Linked DNA regions of Mus musculus: region 1 is linked to region 2. A link is a contact called in public promoter capture Hi-C data. All regions are on one chromosome and are shown on one strand. Each heading gives the region's core, a stretch centred on a gene start, on an enhancer-like site or on the middle of the called end of the contact. The rest is flanking DNA. Distances are from core to core; before and after follow the strand shown.

Evidence for each region. Promoter capture Hi-C pulls out the DNA fragments that hold promoters and counts their contacts.
Region 1: a contact with region 2 is called in a promoter capture Hi-C map of hippocampal neurons, with 8 times the contacts expected there. The contact joins the promoter of Ky here to the enhancer-like site in region 2. A contact is called at or near these places in 4 of 39 promoter capture datasets (the 3T3-L1 cell line, hippocampal neurons, pre-B cells and 1 more) and 2 of 115 datasets of contacts at active chromatin or transcription factors (astrocytes and cardiomyocytes).

The regions. Positions count from the first base shown.
Region 1 is chr9:102,504,427-102,507,952 of GRCm38.p6, reverse strand. Ky (kyphoscoliosis peptidase) reads right to left here and starts at 1,815. Exons shown (of 11, transcript NM_024291.3): 1 at 1,675-1,815. The coding sequence starts at 1,810.
Region 2 is chr9:101,179,161-101,182,189 of GRCm38.p6, reverse strand. It overlaps Ppp2r3a (protein phosphatase 2, regulatory subunit B'', alpha), which reads left to right. Exons shown (of 14, transcript NM_001161362.3): 5 at 1,753-1,855. Among named protein-coding and RNA genes, the nearest start is that of Gm24338, 42 kb to the left of the region's middle. Within about 2 kb of position 1,754, at least 33 of the 459 cell types and tissues checked have an H3K27ac peak or open chromatin away from gene starts, as enhancers often do. A contact at or near this core is called in hippocampal neurons, where this site is marked.

The DNA of each region.
Region 1 (3,526 bases), core at 566-3,065, 1.3 Mb before region 2:
GGCTATGCCCTAAAGTGTGGCTACACAGGTCGGTACAGCCTGGGGGTTCCATGGATGGCAGACCTTGGAGACCCTACACTGTTCTTTTTCACTTTGGTAAAGAATAGGGGACACGGTTCTCTCTACTGCCCAGCATCTTCAAGAAACCTTCTCTGGGAAAATGTTTCTAGAAAAATACCAGTGCCTTTCAAGTAGGGGTGCTTTACCCCCCAAGTAAAGCAGGGTCAAAGTTTGTATGCTCTTCTGGAGTCATGGACATTTTGGGTAGGCTTTGGGTACCTTGAGGGCAGTTTTGATAGCCAGCACTTTATGGCTTCTCTCTTTATCCTCTCTGGTGTCAGAAGCAAAGGGACTCTGATTGGGCGGTGGGGACTATTGGGCTGACTTGGAACTAGGCCTCACTACACTCGGGGAGCGGTCTTCTGGATTGTGTTACATGCGACGGGCGCCATCTCATTCCCATCAAGACGTGGAGGACATTTTCTTTCTCCTTCAAAGACCCTGAGAGGGTCTAATCCTTTCTCCCAGGAGCAGCATCGGAGAACTACAGGATCTATTAACCTAAACAGCTCCCGTCCTCACACTCCGTCCTAAACTCTAACTGCTGCGAACACTCTCAGTTCTCCAGTCTCTCTTTCCCTTAATGCCTCCCTTCCAGCTCCCCAGGGGCTGCATCATAGCTCCAGCGCATGTGGCTGATGGATCAAGGTTGTCTAGAGAACCGCTGCCCTCGCACAGCAGGTGGACAGGCTGTGGGTGCATCATGCGCACAGAAGCTGGGAGTGGGGGGCAGATAGAGCAGCGGGAGGGGGTCCCAAGAAACGTGGGAGCTGGAGGGAGAGTGGGATGGTAGCAGTCATCTTTCTCTGTGCAGCCGGCAGGCATCTCTGCTAAAGAAGTGGTGCAGAGTTAGACCCTCAAGTCAGCTTCAGAGGCTCCCTCCAAGACCAGCGCCACGAGGCCCCTACATTTTTCGGTGATTTCCTGAGCGTCCGTTCGGCACCCTTTATACGCTATACAAGTTGTGTGTGTGTGTGTGTGTGTGTGTGTGTGTGTAGAATAGAGGCAGATTCTGCCTTCTGCAATCACCCTATAAGCAATCACTTCTCAGTTTTCGTTTTCCCAAAGTCTGCAGAAGAAGTAAAATTGAAGCTAAATTCAAGTACGGTCAGGAGACTTCAAACACTACTCCACCCCAGCCCAGGTTCCCTTCACCCATTCAGTCCTTATATCTGTTGGAGGCGAAAAGAGAGGCTTACGAAAGGGGAAACTGAGACTCTAAGTTATCTTAAAGTCTGACTCAGTACAGGGACCCTTTGGGGTCCCTGGTAACTTATGGTGAGTTGCATGCTGACTGGGGACTAGGCCTCTGCTACACGTGATCAGCCTAAGGCCCTGGTTTCTTTCTGAAGAGCATTTTTCTATGTGTTTTGCACCCTTCAGAGAATAGCGGGAGAAAACAGGCCTGGGGCAACCAGTGCGCTGTGCGTTGCCAAGGAACGCAGGTGCCCTGGCGCCAGGGCACAAGCAGCGGTCTGGGAGAGGTTCGGAGAGGTTCGGATTAGCCTCGTTGGGGAGGGGGGTGCTGCTTAGGCGCCCCCCGGCGAGAGGACCCGGGGGCTTAGTGGCCGAGGTGCCCAGGGATTCTGAGGACCCGGGCCAGGCGGGTGTTACCTCCTCGGTTTTGCAGCAGCGCGCCCGGGTTCGCCTGCGGGTCCAAGTGCGTGGCTTGCGCCGCGCGCCGCTTCTCGGAGTGCACGATGAGCAGCATGTCGATGGCCACAGCGTTGCTGTCCTTCTTCAGCTCCATGGTGCCGCCTCCCTCCCGGCCCGCGCGCAGCGGCTGCTCGCGAGGCTGCCTAGGCTGCAAATGGCCCCGTGCGCGCTGCTGCCTGGCGCGGGAGAGGGCGAGGGCGCGGGAGAGGGCGCTGCCCCGCCGCCAGGTCCGCCGGGCGCAGTTTCGCTGACTCTGCCAAATTCACCATTAGAACCCGCCCGGGAGGGCGCTATCCTCCTGAAGTGCCTCTAAGTCACCTTTGAAAGGAAATCCCCGGGCGCGGCCCTGAACTGCACCCAGGATGCACTTTGCAGGGTTTATGACCCTTCCTCCCTGTACAACGGAAGTGCAGGTATTGGGCTCCAGCAAAGTTTTCTCTGTGGCTGGGCTGAGTGCTGCCTCATAGCCACCATCTATCCCCTAAGAGAAGTCACTGGCCAACCCTGAAACCTCAAATCAGAACTGGTATAGTTTTGGAAAAGAAAGGCAAGAAGGTTGAATTGCAGAGTGAGCAGATGTTGGCCACATCTTTAGCCTTGACTTCTTTGTTCCCTTGGGTAGATTGTGAAAGTCGATAGTTTTCGTAGATTGAGGCTTTATGGTGAAGTCCCCAACTGTCATTGATGACTGTGTCAGACCCTGGGTCATATGTACTGGGCATCAAGCTAACAATCTTATTTTTCCTGAGATGGAGGTCTTAAAATTCCCCATTCCTTCGGGAAGACTAGCTCTTGCCTGAGGGGAAGAGAGAGAGAGAGAGAGAGAAAGAGAGAGAGAGAGAGAGAGAGAGAGAGAGAGAGAGAGAGAGAGAGAAAGAAAGGAACTGGGAGCTGCCAGCTGCTGTCAGGGAGCTGGACCTGAGAGCCCCTTCTATTTTTAGCCAGGCCTGCTCTGCCCAGCCAACAGCGACAGGGCATTTGGCTGTAGGTCCAAGGAGTGTTTACATGGCTTTTGCTTGGGAGCCTTTGGCACTGTGGTTCAACCAGGTGGGAGACAATTCCCTAATTTGTGTTGACACAGGTAATAGATGCCACCTCTGCAGGAGGCCTTGCTTGCTCTGTGACTCCACCTTGGTCCATGGCTCCTGAGAGCTCTCCACCTTGTCCTTGAAACAGCCACTCTGATACAAGCTATGTTCCAGCAGCAGTGCCACCACTTGCTGGCCATGTGACCTTGGACCATTTCTCTCCATTGTCTCAGCATTGGGTCGCCACTGTGTCTTCTCTAACTGGATGTCTGTCGGCTTCTAACAATGTTGAACTGGTGTAGCTAGACAGCTGAGTCTCTTGATGGACAGGGGAGACAGATGGTGGACTAGATAGGTTTCATTCTGCTAAAGTGAGCCCTATTCCCTGACTATATGTGTGTCAACACACACACACACACACACACACACACACACACACACACACACACACACACACACACACAGAGGCTGAGAAAGAAAGGACTGGATTATACAAACCTGCTGGGTCCTGGAGGTGGTTTAGGCAACCATGAGGACCTGCACTCACCTCCTTCACCCAGTGTGTTCTAAGTCAGTGGTTCTCAACTTGTAGGTCTAGACCCCTAGGGTTGGGGAGTCAAAGGTCCCTTTCACAGGAACCACACATCAGATCAGATATCCTGCATATCAGATATTTACACTACAGTCCATAACAGTAGCAAAATTACATTTACGAAGTAGCAACAAAAGTAATTTTATGGCTGGGGGGTCACCACAACACAAGAAATTGTACTAAAGGGTCA
Region 2 (3,029 bases), core at 505-3,004:
CGGTGGGAAAGTCCTACTGAATGAGTGTACACTGTCAGTTACTAAAATGGTGTGGGCGCCCTCTAGTGGGACCTCCTCTTAAATGCCATTTAAAAGTCAGATTCTGTAAGGCAGGCTCAAGGGTGAGTATTTAGGAACACTGAGTGAGTGAATGATGGTTTGAGTTACCATCCCTAGGAATGGGATTTGAGTTTTTGAAGTTTTTTGTGATTTTCACCCTTCATAGCAAGCAGTTTGAGTATTTTATATAAAATGTTTAAGCCAAGCATAAGGGTTCATGCCTGTAATCCCCGCACTTTGAAAGCTGATGTAAGAAGATTGCTATGAATTCCTGCATAGTGTGGGCTGCAATATAAGATACCATATTTTAAGACCAAAAAGTATTCAAGCACAAAGAATAACTAGAAGGTGATAATATAGAATTACAATATTTTGACATAGACACATGCATCCTGGCTTACTCTGTTAGTGAGAGCTGTATAGAATTTGAAGTTGAATAGTGAAGTCCTAAGCATAAGGAAATCATTTCCCTGCTGTCAGAGTGCCTTTGGGCTGGATTTAGAACAAGCACCTTAAATTCTCCCCTCCTCTTACGAGCTCTGCACTGGGTGTTGCCCAGACGCTGTAATGACTCTCTCACCAGGCATCTGTGCATGCGGCCCTCCTCACCACAACACTTCTTTCTTTCCTATTTTTCTCTGCTGGAAATCTCACGGGCCTGCTCTGTGCTTTCATGACAGCTGTACTCATTACTCAATACCGCAGTGGTTCCACAGTCGTATGATTCTGTTGGAAACCAAACACTGAACTGTACATTCCTTATAGGGAATAAAACTATCTCATTTTCTTTTATCCAAACCCATTCAAGGCCAGATAAAATACCTGACATACAGTTTGCATTCAATAATCAATTTGATTAATGAAGGAAAATCAGAAAATCTGGAGTTAATAATTAGATATAGATGATAAGAAAAAATTAAATGACCCCAAAGTTTCAAACCCAGAAAACAAAGTCTGAGTAGCACCCTTTTCCCTATTGTTATTGTTCTGGGTTTTGTTTTCAAGACACGGTTTCTGTCCTGGAACTAGCTGTCCTGGAACTAGTTCTGTAGTCCAGGCTGGCCTCAAACTCACCAAGATTGCCCTAGTTCTGCCTCCCAAGTGTTGGCATTAAAGTCATGTGCCACCTCTGCCTGGCTTAGCACCACCATTTTTACAAAAACTAACAAACATAAAAAACAAAGTCCAGGAAAAAGTAGTTGTTTTGCTTTTTCAGTGCTTTGACTTTTCTGTCAGGGTCTATGGAACTATGGTTGGAGGTGAGGAATTCTAGAAAGTCAGAACACGTGACAGAGGGCTTCGTCCCGAAGCTTGTTCTTTAAAAGTCAGAGTTTAAAGCCCCGTGAGGCTTAACTGAATGAGCCTTCTCCCTAATAACACATTTACCTTTATCAGTTAGTTTCACCCCATGGTCTCGGTCTCAAAAACATCCCAGAAGAAAAGTTCACCATCCTGTAATTGACACTCCTTTGACAAAAACCAGAAGCATGGAAGCCATGGTCAGGGGTAACAGTAGTAGGGGACTTGCACAAAGCTTACCCTTTAATTCCCAGCACTGAAAATGAAAAGACAAAGAACATTTGATTCTTAATCTAAATAGCACCCAAGTCAGCCTAAAATTACCAGCCTGTAAGTGTGTAGTCATTGTATGTTCTGAGCACCAGATCTTCCTAACCAGTGTTTCTTTTGTAGGTTGCTAAGTAACCGTCATGACGATGCTGCCAAGTTCATCTGGCTTCTGGCAAAGCCCAGCTGCAGCTATCTAGAACAAGAGGATTTTATCCCTTTACTTCAGGTGATATTTTTTTTTGTACCTTTTAAAAATGGAATTTATTTTTGGAGTATGAAAGGGGGTTTTTTGTTTGTTTCTTTGGCTGGTTGTTTCTGAAATTTTTTGTTTGTTAATAACGGCGTCTTACTGTATAGCCAGTGCTAACATCAAACTCTTAATCCCAAATGCTAGGATTAAGGTATATACCACCATATACCTTATGGTGATTTTTTTTCATTTTAAAGTATATCTATACTTGTAAAGTATAACTATAATTTTTCATTTTAAAGTGTAACTATGCAACTGAGCTACATACATCTAGAAGCCAGATTGTTAAGAATGGTTTTCAAATTGTTTTAGTAGTAAAAAAATCTTGTTAGATGGAATCTAAAACAAAACTCAGTATAAAATGGACAAAGCAGGGCTGTTTCCACTGTATCCAGCCTCCTCCCTAGCCAGTCGCGGTAAGCATGGAGCATCTCAGGAAACTGTAGAATTTAACATCAGCCATCGTTAAGAACCTAGCAGGAACTGATAGTATTTGGAAGAGATAAAATCAGTTTTCTTAATGGAGTGATCCTGGGTGTATCAACAGTTCTCCAGGGCAAACCTCATTGGAAGAGTTTGGAAGAGTTGGCCAACATAAAATGAACTAGGTTGCGAGGGGGGTAGGGGGACCAGGACGGGATGTTTTCTTGTTGTTTGTTTCTAAGAATGAGAAAAACAAAGTTGAGGATCAAAGTTGAGAAAGAATATAATCAAAATAATGTTGTATGGAAATCTTTAAAGAATCTGGTCAGAAACAAGAAAAGGCTATGAAATAATCAGAATAACTGTCACGAACTCTGTAGTCTGGGAGTTCGGTGAATCCTGACTCTTTGGTTTACGCACATATCTAAATGGCTCTCTGATTTCCCACTAAGATCTATTTGTAACAGAAGATTAGAATAGGAAAAAGAGCTGTGCATGATGGTGCTTGCTCGTGCCTGCCTGTAATCCTAGCACTGGAGACAGCAAGAGGATATAACCTACACTATTAAAATACCAAGAGCTGTCTCAAGAAACCAGTGGATGAATGATGAAATAAGAGAATGGAAACTTGAATCAATTATACTGAGGTTTGCAAGGACAGTTGCCACTAGCCCATAAAGGTAGGCAGGAGCACAGTAAAAAGAAAGCATGTGTAGGCGAGAAAAAC